Linked DNA regions of Oryzias latipes: region 1 is linked to region 2. The links are chromatin contacts, called in public Hi-C maps. All regions are on one chromosome and are shown on one strand. Each heading gives the region's core, a stretch centred on a gene start, on an enhancer-like site or on the middle of the called end of the contact. The rest is flanking DNA. Distances are from core to core; before and after follow the strand shown. Region 1 holds the start of scap (sterol regulatory element-binding protein cleavage-activating protein). Region 2 overlaps ptpn23 (tyrosine-protein phosphatase non-receptor type 23).

Region 1 (6,499 bases), core at 587-3,086, 46 kb after region 2:
AGTGGAAAATAAACTTCAGCCAGCGAGTCAAGTGCTGGTAAGCAGCTGGTGAGTCTGTGTTCTCCTTCAGACCTTTTGGCAGGTAACCAGTGATTGATTAGAAAGCCTTTTCTGATAGCATGGATGAGGCGGCAAATGCCGGAACCTCTAATTGGAACATTTTCCCCCAAACAAACCACAAAATAAATAAATAAAAGCTTTCATTAAATGGAAAAACTAAACCCAGTCTGCTTTCAGACTAAATTAAAAACAGATTACTTCACCGGGTTGTGAGCAAGAATAGGAGCAGAAAAACAACAACATACCTTTGCTCAGCACCTTTCAAAATTGCAATTTTAAAAACATTCCCAAACTTTCCATGTTCCAGCCACATATTGAGTCTTTATTCCCAGCAGAACATTCCCTACTCTGCTATGTCCAACATTCCTAAGAGCTTTAGGCTGCATCCATTCAGTGAGACATAATTGGATCAAAATTTGGTGACATAACTACATCATGTTGAGGCATAAACGCCTTATCGGAGAACATTGGTCCTGTTGTAAATGCAGAAACAAGAGTGTAGTATGCGTGACACAACACTGCCATTTATAAGCGCGGCTGCTAACAGGAGCAAAAGGCTCTGCCAATGAGTAACTATAATGCAATAACTAATAATGTGTTGCAGGCAGTCTAGTTCCTGCATTCCTTACACCATGTTAAAACGGCATATAAAGTCAAAGATGGAAGGAATCATGCAATGATGATGCAACATCACCTACCAAGACTTATCATATAAGCCACCATAAGTCTGAGATTTATCCAGAAATAACGTTAAACTAGATATTTTTAAGCCATTCAAATGGAACTTTTAAAAAGATAAAAGAGACCAAGAATATACTAGGAGAAGAAAACGTGAAACTCAGTCTGACTGAACATAATAAACAGTTTCTTCTTGGAGCCATTCATCAAAAATTAATAGTAATAATATGATATCATACCCCCACCAGCTAATCAACTCTATTCCTAACAAAGATCTAAATTATTATAATTTTTGAAAATCCGGATCGAACGGTGGAGAAGCTAAAAGGATACAAACATGAACGAGAAATCAGCACAACAAACAAATCAAATGGTTAGCCAGCTTTCGTTACCTGTGTGGGGATCTACTTGGGTTGATCGCTAGCATAAATAAAACGAGTTTCAGAACTAAAACAACACAAACTGGAGGACTTTAAACAATATATTGCGTCCACGTTTTTCTTTGTTTTGAGAATCTGACATCAACTTCTTCTAGCATCAAGCTAACATGCTAATTGATAGGTTTGCTAGCTTCGCCGTAAAACGGTTTCTGGAGCATAAGAGCTCAATTAACCTGTATAAACGATAAATAGTATAGACTTTATATTCACAATTACCGGGGTACTTGTCCAAAAACACAAATATACTAATTTAAATGCATTTGAAGTGCCGACGTTAGCCTACTTAGAAGTATTCAAGTGGGATGTTTAGGAAAGGTATTTCTATTGGGATACGTATTTCTTTCAAACAAAACGCGCAAAATTGCAACCTAAACCACCACTACGACAATGTACTAAATTTATAAACAGACTAAACAAACCATCTCCCCACATCTGCTACTATTCCTAACGAAGCTAATGCTAATTAGTTGTAGGTTTATCGTTTAAACTTGCCTGGAGGAGCTCGGTCCTTGTAGGTTAACAGAAACTGGACTACTTCCTTATTCTGGAAATTTGCTTCAGGTAAACTCCCCGTTTCTAGGTGATGACATGCGTGAGGACCGCGTCAAAACTAGTTGTCAAATCACATGGAGACCTCTCGCCTTCGACCTCTCACCCACCAACTTGGAAGCGCAGGGACACAGCGCCCTCTAGTGGACGCAAATGATAACAATGGTTGACAATTTTTTTCTTAATTGTATAAAATGTCAAAGTAGTTATTATTTAAAAAAATAAAAGAAAAACAGTATTCATATTTGTTTTGTTAATTAGTATTTTCTTTGTCTTTATTTTCAAAATGAAAAAGTAAAAGCCATCCAAAAACAGATAAGAGCACAAGTTTGCAGTTAATGTCAAAGCTGGAGGTAATTGAAATCTTTATAATCAAACCATCAGCTGACAAGATTAAGTGCCTACATCTCATCAGTAAATATAAAAAGTGTTTGGTCAGCTTTAGCAGGTAAGACAAACTCTGATGCTGACTGGTGAATCTAGAGAACAGCACGGGATGTCCCACGAGCAAAAAAGGAGACTCCTTTGTCGTGGACCTTGAACTGGAAGACTTTCTTTGGCGCATGCTGCCCATCACTTTGCCTCTTTTTCCAGCAAAACTCCACCTGGAAAACAAGAAATACTCCTATTTTCTCTGTCCCAAATGGTTCCATAAACTCATAAAAAAATAAAAGATGATAATCATTAGTTAAAACCACTTACTGGTACTTTTTTTGTTGTTGCAAATGTTTTATTTTTAGGCAAGGTTGCCAAAGAAAGTGCTTATCTTTTTATCTCTGCCATTTCCTTTGGGACGAGGTGATAAGGGGAACATTGAGATCCTATGAAATATTAAGAAATCCCCAGGCCACCGGAGAGAAATGAGCCTCCACAGACGGTTCAACACAAGTTTTCTTTTGGAAAACATTTGAAATGTCTCCAATACTCAGATTTGTAAATTAATTTAAAGGATCAGCACTTATCGTTAGTAATCATCCCATATAACTGAACGCCTTGTTTTGTCTTAAAGAGAAAGCCTAAAAGGGCCATAAAAATGTATAAAATGTCCGGTAGTCTAGATTTTAGAAGATAAAGAGGTTGTCTCTATATGGTGCTTGAAAGAAAAACTACACGTACATTTTACTGGATGTTCTGCTAACATTTATGAGGAAAAGATTGAAATCCATGAGCAAATCAACCTAAGTAAGGTTCAGACACACACCTGACCATGAATGTCTCTGCAGTAGCCTGTCGGGAGGCCCTGAACATGAAGAGTGAGGCAGCTCTGGTGGGTCAGGCCCCTCATCAGCTGCTCCGAGCCTTCATCGTCTGCATCGTCCTCCTCTGCTTCCCCGTCACAGCGCACCAGCATCACCACGTTGCCCTGCAGCCAAACACATCATGAAATGTAAATCTGGCTGTGACAACCTCATGGGAGACATTGGGTGTGTCCACATTCGAGGGCAGCGGCCTTCGCGGCCGACATTGACCGGGTCCTTCGTCCAGCGGGTAGGCGGGATGATAACGGCTGTGAATTTGGACGAGTCTAGCCTTTAGAAAATTACAGTCGTTACATCGGCGACTGTCCTGTCGCCAAGCAACCGTGAGTCCCAAACAGAGAGGAGAGGAGTAGTGAACCAGGTATGGAGCTCAAAATTTCCTGCGTTATTTGATCCAACTTTTAATCTTGGAGGTGTAACTATAGAAAGGTGTAATTATTTCCAACTCCGGATTCCGCTTCACAGTCCGCCATTGTTGTCATTGGTTCGGCTGCAATGCATCTTGGGATACGGACAGTATAGAAGGATACACCAGACCGATCCCTGAAATCGGGAAAAAGAAGGCCATATTTGTTTGCCACATTTGAAGGAGTCGTTGACTTTGGACAGCTTGTCACGGCGCTGTGACGTAAAATGCAGCCCAGGAAGAACGCAGCCCTCCAATTTGGACAACAACCATAACCTCAGTGGAGGAAATGTGAACCTGCAGCTGGGAACAGACTGTGGTCCTGCAGTAGTGGCTGAAGTCCAACACAGCTCCAACACGGACTCCCAGACTCAGGAGCACGCTGACGTCATCCATCAGCAACACAGGAGGCCCCCACTGCTCTGCCGACGCCCCCCCACCACCACTGGATTCAACCACACTGGACTGAACGAACTCGTACAGGCTCCGCAGGCCTGCAGCCGGGTCCCTGAAGGACAGACAGGAGTGATGGATGACATTGCTCCCTTACAACACTTTTCAGGCAGCAGACAATATTTCTTCACTTTAACCCCCCCCCCCCCCCTACTGTTTTTCATGAAATATCCAGGGGAGAGCAGGAGCCGGTTCAAACAGAGGTCCTGCAGGAGGCGGATTTATCAAGTCATCGCCATGCTGACATTGTGTCTGGTCACAGCTGGTCATCAAGACGTCACAGGAAGGACCCCCATCAATATACCAGCATTAACTTCAGTTATAATCATCAAATTTTGTATTTCATCAAATTGTTGGGAATCAGGAGAGGAGAAAAATATTCTATTTGAAAAAGATCGTATTTATTACATAGAAAACAGCTGGATTGGCCACAAGCTTCCTGCTCCACTCCATTCCGAAACATATAAATTATGTCTGAAATGCCACCCTAATCCCTAACTAGAAAAAATTATATAGTGCGGGACTTTATAGTGCCTTGAATTATATAAGCAATTCGGATTATATAAGCCATTTTATTTTTTTAACGGCTTATATGACGTCATCGATTTCAGGAAGGGTTTTGCAACATAATTTATGAGTCCACTGTCTTCTGAAGAGAAAACGTTGATGGTTTATTAAAAAATACATTTAAATACATTTTTTTTGGCAATCACGTTTTTTGGCCGTTCTAGTCGGCATCAAATACTAGTTTTCTCACAGAGACTTCTGGGAAATTTCTAGGGCACTCGATTTGGGAATTGTAGATTCGGACAGCACTAAAAAATGGCGAACGCCCTATATAGTGAGTAGTGAAGGAATTCAGACACAACCACAGGCCGAGCTGGTCTCTGGCTCTAAACTGCCACCGCTAATGTTAGGTTGGGGTTGTGAGGGGCTGTAAGTGAGCAGGAGAGCGCATAAACATAGAGGTCTCGGGTAAACTCCATGCCAAAAGTCCCTCCCACAACGAACTGCTGCCGCTCTGCAGAAACTATGTCCCATAAAACAACACAGGTTTATTGGTTGGGACTAAAAACAGCATATTTGTTATTAAAAGACCACTGGTAACCTTTGAAAATAACTCAATAGATGATCGGGTCTTCAAAAATCAATACAGAACAAAAGTATCTAATATTTAAGCATCTACTTCGGCTCTAATAAGAAGTTTTAAGGTTTATAAAAAATATTTCTTTTAATATCTGTACACTGTGGGGGTTAAAAGATAAAAATAATAATATGAAGACAAAAATCAGGTTTGCAAAACAATTATAAATATAAAATTCGCTTTATTAATCAGTAAAATACAAAAGTGTGGAGCATCACTCTGAGCTTCACTGTACCTGAGGAAGCTCATGGCCTGATGTCCTGCATTTTCCTCCTGGGGGAGGAAAACAGACAGCGACTCCTTCAAACCCTCCAGAAAAATCAGCTGTCCCTTTTCCTTCGCTTGGGTTAAACTGACGCCCTGAGATGAAACACAGTCAGTACGGACTGCAGTCAATCTAAATCCTGATCAATGCTGATTAGTTTTAGAAACACATCATCCAAAGTCACCAGGATGTGATGGGACAGAAGGTTTTAAGGTGGACTCACCAATCTCTGACTGACTGCATGGTAGTGGCTGAAAGACTGCACCAGAGCCACAAAACACACTTTACAGCGCGCTGAAAGTACAAAAAGCAGAAACAAATGTGACTTATTTTATATGTGTGTGTGTGTGTTTATGCATGATATACTGACGGGTTTAAAACCACCTCACCTTTTAGATAAAAAGAAAGAAAGTGATGGATGAGGAAAGAGGCGTCACTCTGTCTGTCAGACAGCAGGATAAATTCTCCCTGTCAATCAACACATCATGGCAGAACTACTTCAGCTATGGAGACTTTTTTTCTCCAAAAGAATCATTTGACAGCCAAACAATTGGAAGTTAGCACGTAAACCCATGTTGTTGTTTTTTTAACGGAATGTTGAATTCTTACCGGTGTGAAGCTCTCCGGAGAGGTGTTAAGGATACTGTTGAGCTCAGTAAACATGGCTAACCGGACAAGTTCAGCTAATTATAAAACAAGAAAGCAAAACTACAAGTTTATTGCCACATTAACGCCACGAAATCGAAACACTTGAGCTGATAACCTGTTAAAAACAAAGAAATCTCGTAGATGGCATTTCATTTTACAGCTTTTCTCCACGCTCATATAGTGAATGTGTTCTTCATAGATTTCATCAAAAAAAGCAGAGGTCTTACTCTGTGCCCTTTTTTTTGGTTGTCTGAAAGAAAAAGAAAAGGCCTTTCATTTACTGCCTGGCACGAAAATTTAAAACGTTAAATTTATGAGAATTAAAATTTCCATGTCGCATTAAATGGTGAGAAAGTCATTTTTTAAATTAAATCGGGATTTTTTTTTAAGATTAAAATAAATAATTCGTCCTGATTTGCGAGCTCTTTGTTGAAGAAAAATAAAACTTTTTAGGTTGCACTGAAACAATATGCTTCTAGAGTTTGAATAGAAATATAACTACCTCAATTTGTTATACAGAAAAATCAATGCTTACTAGCCTAAATTTTGCCATTTCGTCCATTTTTAAAATGTTGCTTTATTTAGAGTTAAAAAAAG
Region 2 (6,424 bases), core at 108-2,607:
CCCAGCATGCACTTCCTCCACAACGTCCATTTCCATAATCATTTATAGGACTGTCGGAGATCACGTCGGCCGAAACAATTCTGTCATTTTGGTAACAAATGGAGAAAAATGAGCTCGTCTTAACAAGTTTATTTCCTTAACAATGTGGGAGAGATTGATTATTGTTCATTGTTGTAAAATTATTAAATAAAGTCAGTAGACCACAAGACTTATTAAAGACTGTTTATTTGAAAATTAGTACAAACTTTTTCTCTATTTTTTTTTTTGTTTTGTTACAAAAACGTAAATAAGTTACCCCACCACTACAGCCTGCTGAGACTGCGAGCCGCCACGGGAAAAGGAGGATCGTGACAAAATCTGAGAGTAAAGTAGAACGTTCACATCTACTGTTCTAAAGACAAAAAAAACTAGCTTTAACCTGCCCCCACAGTCCGGTCAATGATGTTTGAAGCAGAAAAAGCCTGATGGAAGAAACGGGACAGAAGCAGGCGATGCTGCAGGCTTTAAAAACATTCATTATAAACTAACAGTCTGTCGCACCAGAAAGAGCTGTTTCCAGTTGTTCCTTTACAGAAAATAGACATTTTATAAGAGAACATTTAGATTAAAAATAAAATAAAAAATGCTAACCTTTACACCACCTTCATATAAGAAGATATTTTTTTAAAATGGTCTAAAAATTAACAATCTGTAAAAAAAAAAAAAAAAACTAAGAAAAAACAAGCTTTGAGGCAGCATTTCTGCTTTGTGTCACAAATTCCAACGTAAACTCTGGTTTATCAGCCGCTCGTTCCCCGGCTAAACGTGGTCCGTGTAGAGGAACCGGCGCCGATGCTGCTGATCACATGCTCAGGTACCTGTGCTGCAGGTGTGTGCAAATCTACCTATTCGCCTCTCCTGATTGCAAAAGTGCCTCTTAGCGTCGGGCGGGGTTTGCAGTGACGGCGCTGTACTGTGTAGGGTGAAGCAGTTCTCCATGTCCAGGCTACATTCAGCGGACACACATACAGTAAAAGGTGAAACGGTACACTTAGGATGTTGAAATGCCCCAAGCGCCACTAATTCCAGTCTATTTCAGCCAAACGCTTTCATTCTCAAAGTCATCAATTTATCAATGAATGACCATCAGGATCCATTTCAGGATCATTCTTTTCTGCTTCACATTTTTTCCCTCCACCTTTAAAAATGAGAAACCACTGACTGTCTAATCTATCAGCTCAGTGGCCTTGTGGTAGAGTGTCCCCCCCTGAGACTGGAAGGTCATGAGTTCAAATCCATGGCCAAGTCATACCAAAGTCTGTGGGACCCAGTGTCTCCCTGTTTGACGCTCAGCATTAGGGGGCTGGATTGGGTGGGGGGGGGGCTAAGCCTGCAGCTCACCCCACCCCCCAGGGGATGAGCCAAACCTCACATGCTCAAGTGCTGCTGGGACTTTAACTTTAACCTAAATGACTCAAATTAGCGTATTATTCAGATTCTGCACATAAGTGAATGTTAAATGCACTGCTGTCCTCTAAAAACCCTTTTTGAAAAATCCATCCTTACAATTTTACAAATCTGATGTAAATTTAAAGCTGTTACAAAATCAAAGAATTTGAGAATTTTCTTTAATTTTTCCCCTAAAAATATAAAATATTGCAATAAAAGCATTAGAGTCCTGTAAATATGTCTTTTGTCTGGTTTAACTCCCACGACTTCAGCTTCCATTAACATTTTTATGTTTTTTATCCGAAATGTCAATTTATTTTCAAAACAAATCCTAAATCACAAGCTCTAACCAAAAAAAAAAAAAAAGAATTTCTGGTATTTGTTATTCAATCTCCACTAAACTTTTGGGTTTATTCAGTGGTCTTTGCTGCAGGTGAACTTAAAACCCCTCTGGAATGAAAACATGGCAACCAACAATTATAAATAGTTATTTCTCCATGAAACGTCAAGCTTTTCCTGGTCTAGTCGAGAAGTTTTGAACTGAAAATCGTCCATCTTATATAAACTGCTTTAGTTTCCCTCCAAAATTGTGAACTAATTAAAATGTACTTTATTTCAAATCTGTTCATTTGATTTCTGTAAAACCAGTACAGTATACCTTTATAAAAATCTCAGATGGATCCATCACGTCAGAAACCCCTCAGTCGTCCTGAATCTGAGCGGTTCTTAGAATAAAGACGGGGCACGACAAAGCTTCAGTAACAGCCGGGTTTGGTTTTTACCCCGACGCGTCACAGCGTCAACACGTTTCCAGCCTGATCTCCACACAAACGGCCTCTCACATCGTTGTCATTTCATCGTTCAGATCTGGGATGAACCGTTTGTAAACAAACCGTTACGCAAAAATACATCACTAATAAATAATTTGTTTTGTACATATAAAAACGTCCTCCTCTGGAGGTTTTCTTCAAACCATCGGTTTCCTCTTTCACAGCAGCATTCAGGGCAGAGCCACGAAACAAACACAAAAAGAGCACAAACTTGGGACAGCTTCTCTTTAACGGACTCCACGACGGTGATGAAGAGTCAGCTCTTCTTCCTCACAGCAACTTGCAGCAGCCGACGCTTTTGATAAAAACAAGTCTATTCACGATTGTGAATGTTCCCGACTGAGCGCCATCAGTCCAGCTTCTCCAGCACCGACGGCACGTAGACCAGGCTCAGCTCGCTGCCGAAGTCGCACACGATGGCGGCGTTGTCCAGCACCAGCAGCTGCCGCACAACCTGACTGTCGCTGCTCTGGCCCAGGTAGACCGTCTGCAGCAGATCGCCGAAGTTCAGGTCCCAGAAGGAGACGCAGCCTTGGCCCCCCGTCACCAGCAAAGACTCCGAGATGACTCCCAGACTGGCCCCACAACCCATGTCCTGATGAGAGGAAAGAACGGCAGCTGACCTTCAACGTTTCACTCCTCGGATTTTTAGTTTTGCAAAGCTGTTGGTTTGATCTGGAGGATTGTGAATTGTTCCTGTTACTTCGTATTCTATTGGTCATTTAGCTGGGATATACTTTCTACAACTTTACAAATGATGTTCTTTTAAATGAGTAACTTTCGAGTTTAGCTTTGGACGCGTGGACTTCACAGATTGGATTCACATCTCATGAAGGTTTTCTGAAGACGTTTTTGGAACGGATCCGGTCTACCTGCTGTATGGAGTACAGTTTGATCCCGGTGCTGCGGTCCCAGATGCAGATGAGGTCGTCCAGGCCTGAGCTGATGACGCAGGAGGTAGTGCAGACCAGTGACGTGACGTCGCCGCGGTGACCATAAACGTGGCTGACGCGGCTGCCGGTCAGGACGTCCCACAGGCAGATGGCGCCGTCCTGCCCACCACTTGCCAGAACCATTGTCTGGAGAAAGAAAAACGCACAAAAATAATTGTTATTGTAACCGAGAAATGAAGCTTCTTTTGAAATTTGACTTTGACGAGACACTTTTCTGAACTAAGAGAATATTTGAAGAAGAGACCTGGTCGATGTAGATGGCTGTGATTCCTCCAGAGTGACCCTGCAGGGTGAAGAGGCAGCACGAGTCCTCCAGGCGATAGACCTGACCGGTGCGACAATAGTTAATGAAGGACTGGACCCCGACAGGTCAAAGCATCAGCGCTGTAGAGCTCATTTATTCGGAAATGAAAACATATTTCAATACATAATAAATTCAACTGAATAGACTGTTATTCACTAAAAAGCTTCATTTTTTTCATTAAAAATTACCTGAAATTAATTACTTTAAAAGAAAACTTTCAAAATCAAGATCAAAATATGAAAGTAAAGATTGATCGAATATGAATTATTGACAGGTTAAAACCCAAACGTCTGTCTGAGGTTCTCACCCGGACGGTGTGGTCCTGGCTGCCGGTGACCACGCGGCCCGCCGCCGCTCGCAGCACTGTGATGGGCTTCTGGTGAGCGCACTGCACGGAGCGCGTCAGCTGGCAGCTGATCACATCCTCGCTGGTATAACAGGGAGACGGAGGCATGCTTCCTTGCCCGGGGGCACCTGCAGCGGGACGAGCACAGCTCTTCTTCAAATGTTCAGACTTTCTTCCTGTTTGGATCAGAGCTCGTCCGTAGTTCTCTTCTTTTTCACAAGAACACAGCAAAGTCTAAGTCAAAGTGACGATGATGCGTGTTCCAACACGTCCTGAGATGTTTTGTATGGTGAGAACGTTATTCTTATCAGTGCTGAGGGTATCTCTGAATCTCTGTATGAAAGAGAACACCTCCACATTTATCTGAACCAGTTCTACGATAATCCACCAAACACGTAGCACTATTGTCTGAGTGTCGTTACCCTAAAAACTCAACATTTTACCCCAGTATTCTAAAAAAAAAAAAAAAAAAAAAACTAAAGAAAGCACCAAATTGCAATTTGTCTTTTTTTTTCATAAAAGTCTGCAAACTTACTTTACCATGAACACATAAACAGAGAGAGAATTGCTTTTTTTGAGAGATAAACTGCAGTTTAAAGCGCACAAGGACCTGGAGAAGGGGTTTGTCAAAAATCTACTGTCACTACCCCACAGAGAATGGACATTTGTACACGTAAAAAAAACAAAACGAATGGATTTAGGCTTAAAATCAAAGCATTTGTCCTGTTCTCAAAGGTTATGTCAAAGAAGTGAGGAAGTTCAAACAGAAAACTCAGTCACAGTTACTCTACTCGAGCCCAGAAAACCTGCAAATGTTTGAAACAAGACTTTTTCTCTGCAGACACTTTGGGGGTTGTTAAGTGGCTATAAGGAGTTGCGCATTTGTTTTTAAGTGCAATAATAAATTTAAGAAGGAAAGTAACAGGAATGCAAAGTGATGTTAATAATACCAGATTTACATTTATCGTCTTGTCAATAGATTGCACTTTTAAAATGTGTTAACTGTCAAAGTCTGAAGGTAGAGAAAACAAACAGTAATTTATTTAAAAGGAGACCGAATCTACAGAAACTAAGATAAAAAAAGAGAGCTACAAAATAGTTTTAAAAATAAATCTGTCTGGAGCATCCGCTAAAATATTCCCCTTTTAATGTCCAAATGGAATTTTAAATAAAAGTTTAAACTTAAAATAATTATTTTTATTGAAGCCCCTAACTGTGTGAACATTTGTTTTTAATATGCAACAATTTCAAGTAATCATCCATGGAACATGTGCCCCACATCACATACCTAACTTAGCCTGTTCCCATAACCGTGACGTTAACGTTAAAAAGTCCTCCTGATCTTCTTTTAGTTCTAGAAGTCTCAATAAAGATGTGCTGTTCAGCATTGGTCATTCAATCATTACTTTATGTTTTGAATAAAAGTCCACCTTTGAATCATTTTTTTAATGAGATTACATACTCCATTTTTGCAGTCGGTCAGAGCAAAACACAAAATACTGTCTTTTATTAAAAATTTGTAACAACTAGCGCGAGCTCACGAGCGCCCTCTTTGTCGAGACAGTGCTACTGCATACCTCACCGACTGTCTTTTTTTATGTCACATTGTAGCACAATATAAACTAGACAAAGATGAAATATATTGAATGTTAAATGGAAAGGGATGACATGCAATAAAACTTTATACAATGAACTTTTTTTTTTAAATAAAGCATTAGGATTTAGGCTTTTTAGATATTTAGGGTTGCTTTGCCAAATCTTGCAGTTGCTATAGCAACCCCAAGCTACCACCCCTGGGGCTGCCCCTGGGTCCAAAACAGTGTTGACTGTAGGGTACTAACAATATACAAAGAAAATTAGATCTTTAATCACTGCCTCTCTTCAGTGCACCAAGAATTAATAAGTGAAGAACAGAATTCCACCTTAAATTGAGGTGGAACTTATGACCCAAAAAAAACTAAAGGGCTGATTTCTCCCAGCTTGAGCAGTGCCTTTAAACCAGAGGTCTGCAACCTTCAACAATTAAAGAGCCATTTGGTTAATTTCTCACTGACAAAACCTTTATTTTTCTTTACGCGGAGGGTCACAGTGGAAGGGTCAAAGAGCCACAGTGGAAGAGTCAAAGAGTCACAGAGGAAGAGTCAAAGAGTCACAGAGGAAGAGTCAAAGGTCGCCTTTACACTGCATGGTTCAAGTGACCCAATTCCAATTTTTTCCTCTCATGTGGCACAGATCGGATATGATCGGTGAACGTGTAAGCAGGACAAAAGCGCATGGATTCCGTTTTTCTCCGATCGGATACAGGCCTCTCTCATATGTGGAAATAAATCGGAAACAAATCGGATACGTGCATTTGCGTGTGCCATGTAAGCAGACAGATCGGATATTCCCCAGTAAATGCGAGTCGTACGTTAGTGACGTCAATTCAGGACACCACCAACTGAGATCACGTGACTTATTAAGGTGCTTTTTGTGCGCTGATTTTGCTGTCAGCATGTTGTTACCTTTCAGCCTCAGGCTTCAGACCGTAGTTGGAAACCGCTGTTATGTCCGGTCCGGACGC

Evidence for each region. Hi-C and Micro-C count contacts between places; a contact is called where the count stands out from the background.
Region 1: a Hi-C map of gastrula embryo shows a contact between it and region 2, with 1.9 times the contacts expected there. The contact joins the promoter of scap here to the enhancer-like site in region 2. A contact is called at or near these places in 3 of 5 Hi-C or Micro-C datasets (embryo, fibroblasts and gastrula embryo).

The regions. Positions count from the first base shown.
Region 1 is chr16:27,645,151-27,651,649 of ASM223467v1, forward strand. scap (sterol regulatory element-binding protein cleavage-activating protein) reads right to left here and starts at 1,837. Exons shown (of 23, transcript XM_023964262.1): 1 at 1,671-1,837. elp6 (elongator complex protein 6) reads right to left here and starts at 6,473. Exons shown (of 8, transcript XM_020710389.2): 1 at 6,405-6,473; 2 at 5,864-5,937; 3 at 5,644-5,722; 4 at 5,478-5,548; 5 at 5,225-5,349; 6 at 3,690-3,900; 7 at 2,929-3,090; 8 at 1,972-2,332. The coding sequence starts at 5,917. The coding sequence ends at 2,207.
Region 2 is chr16:27,599,209-27,605,632 of ASM223467v1, forward strand. ptpn23 (tyrosine-protein phosphatase non-receptor type 23) reads left to right here. Exons shown (of 24, transcript XM_023964260.1): 24 at 1-206. scap (sterol regulatory element-binding protein cleavage-activating protein) reads right to left here. Exons shown (of 23, transcript XM_023964262.1): 20 at 3,823-3,989; 21 at 3,456-3,536; 22 at 3,131-3,337; 23 at 210-2,853. The coding sequence ends at 2,608. Among protein-coding and RNA genes, the nearest start is that of ptpn23, 21 kb to the left of the region's middle. Within about 2 kb of position 1,358, at least 1 of the 8 cell types and tissues checked has an H3K27ac peak or open chromatin away from gene starts, as enhancers often do. A contact at or near this core is called in gastrula embryo, where this site is marked.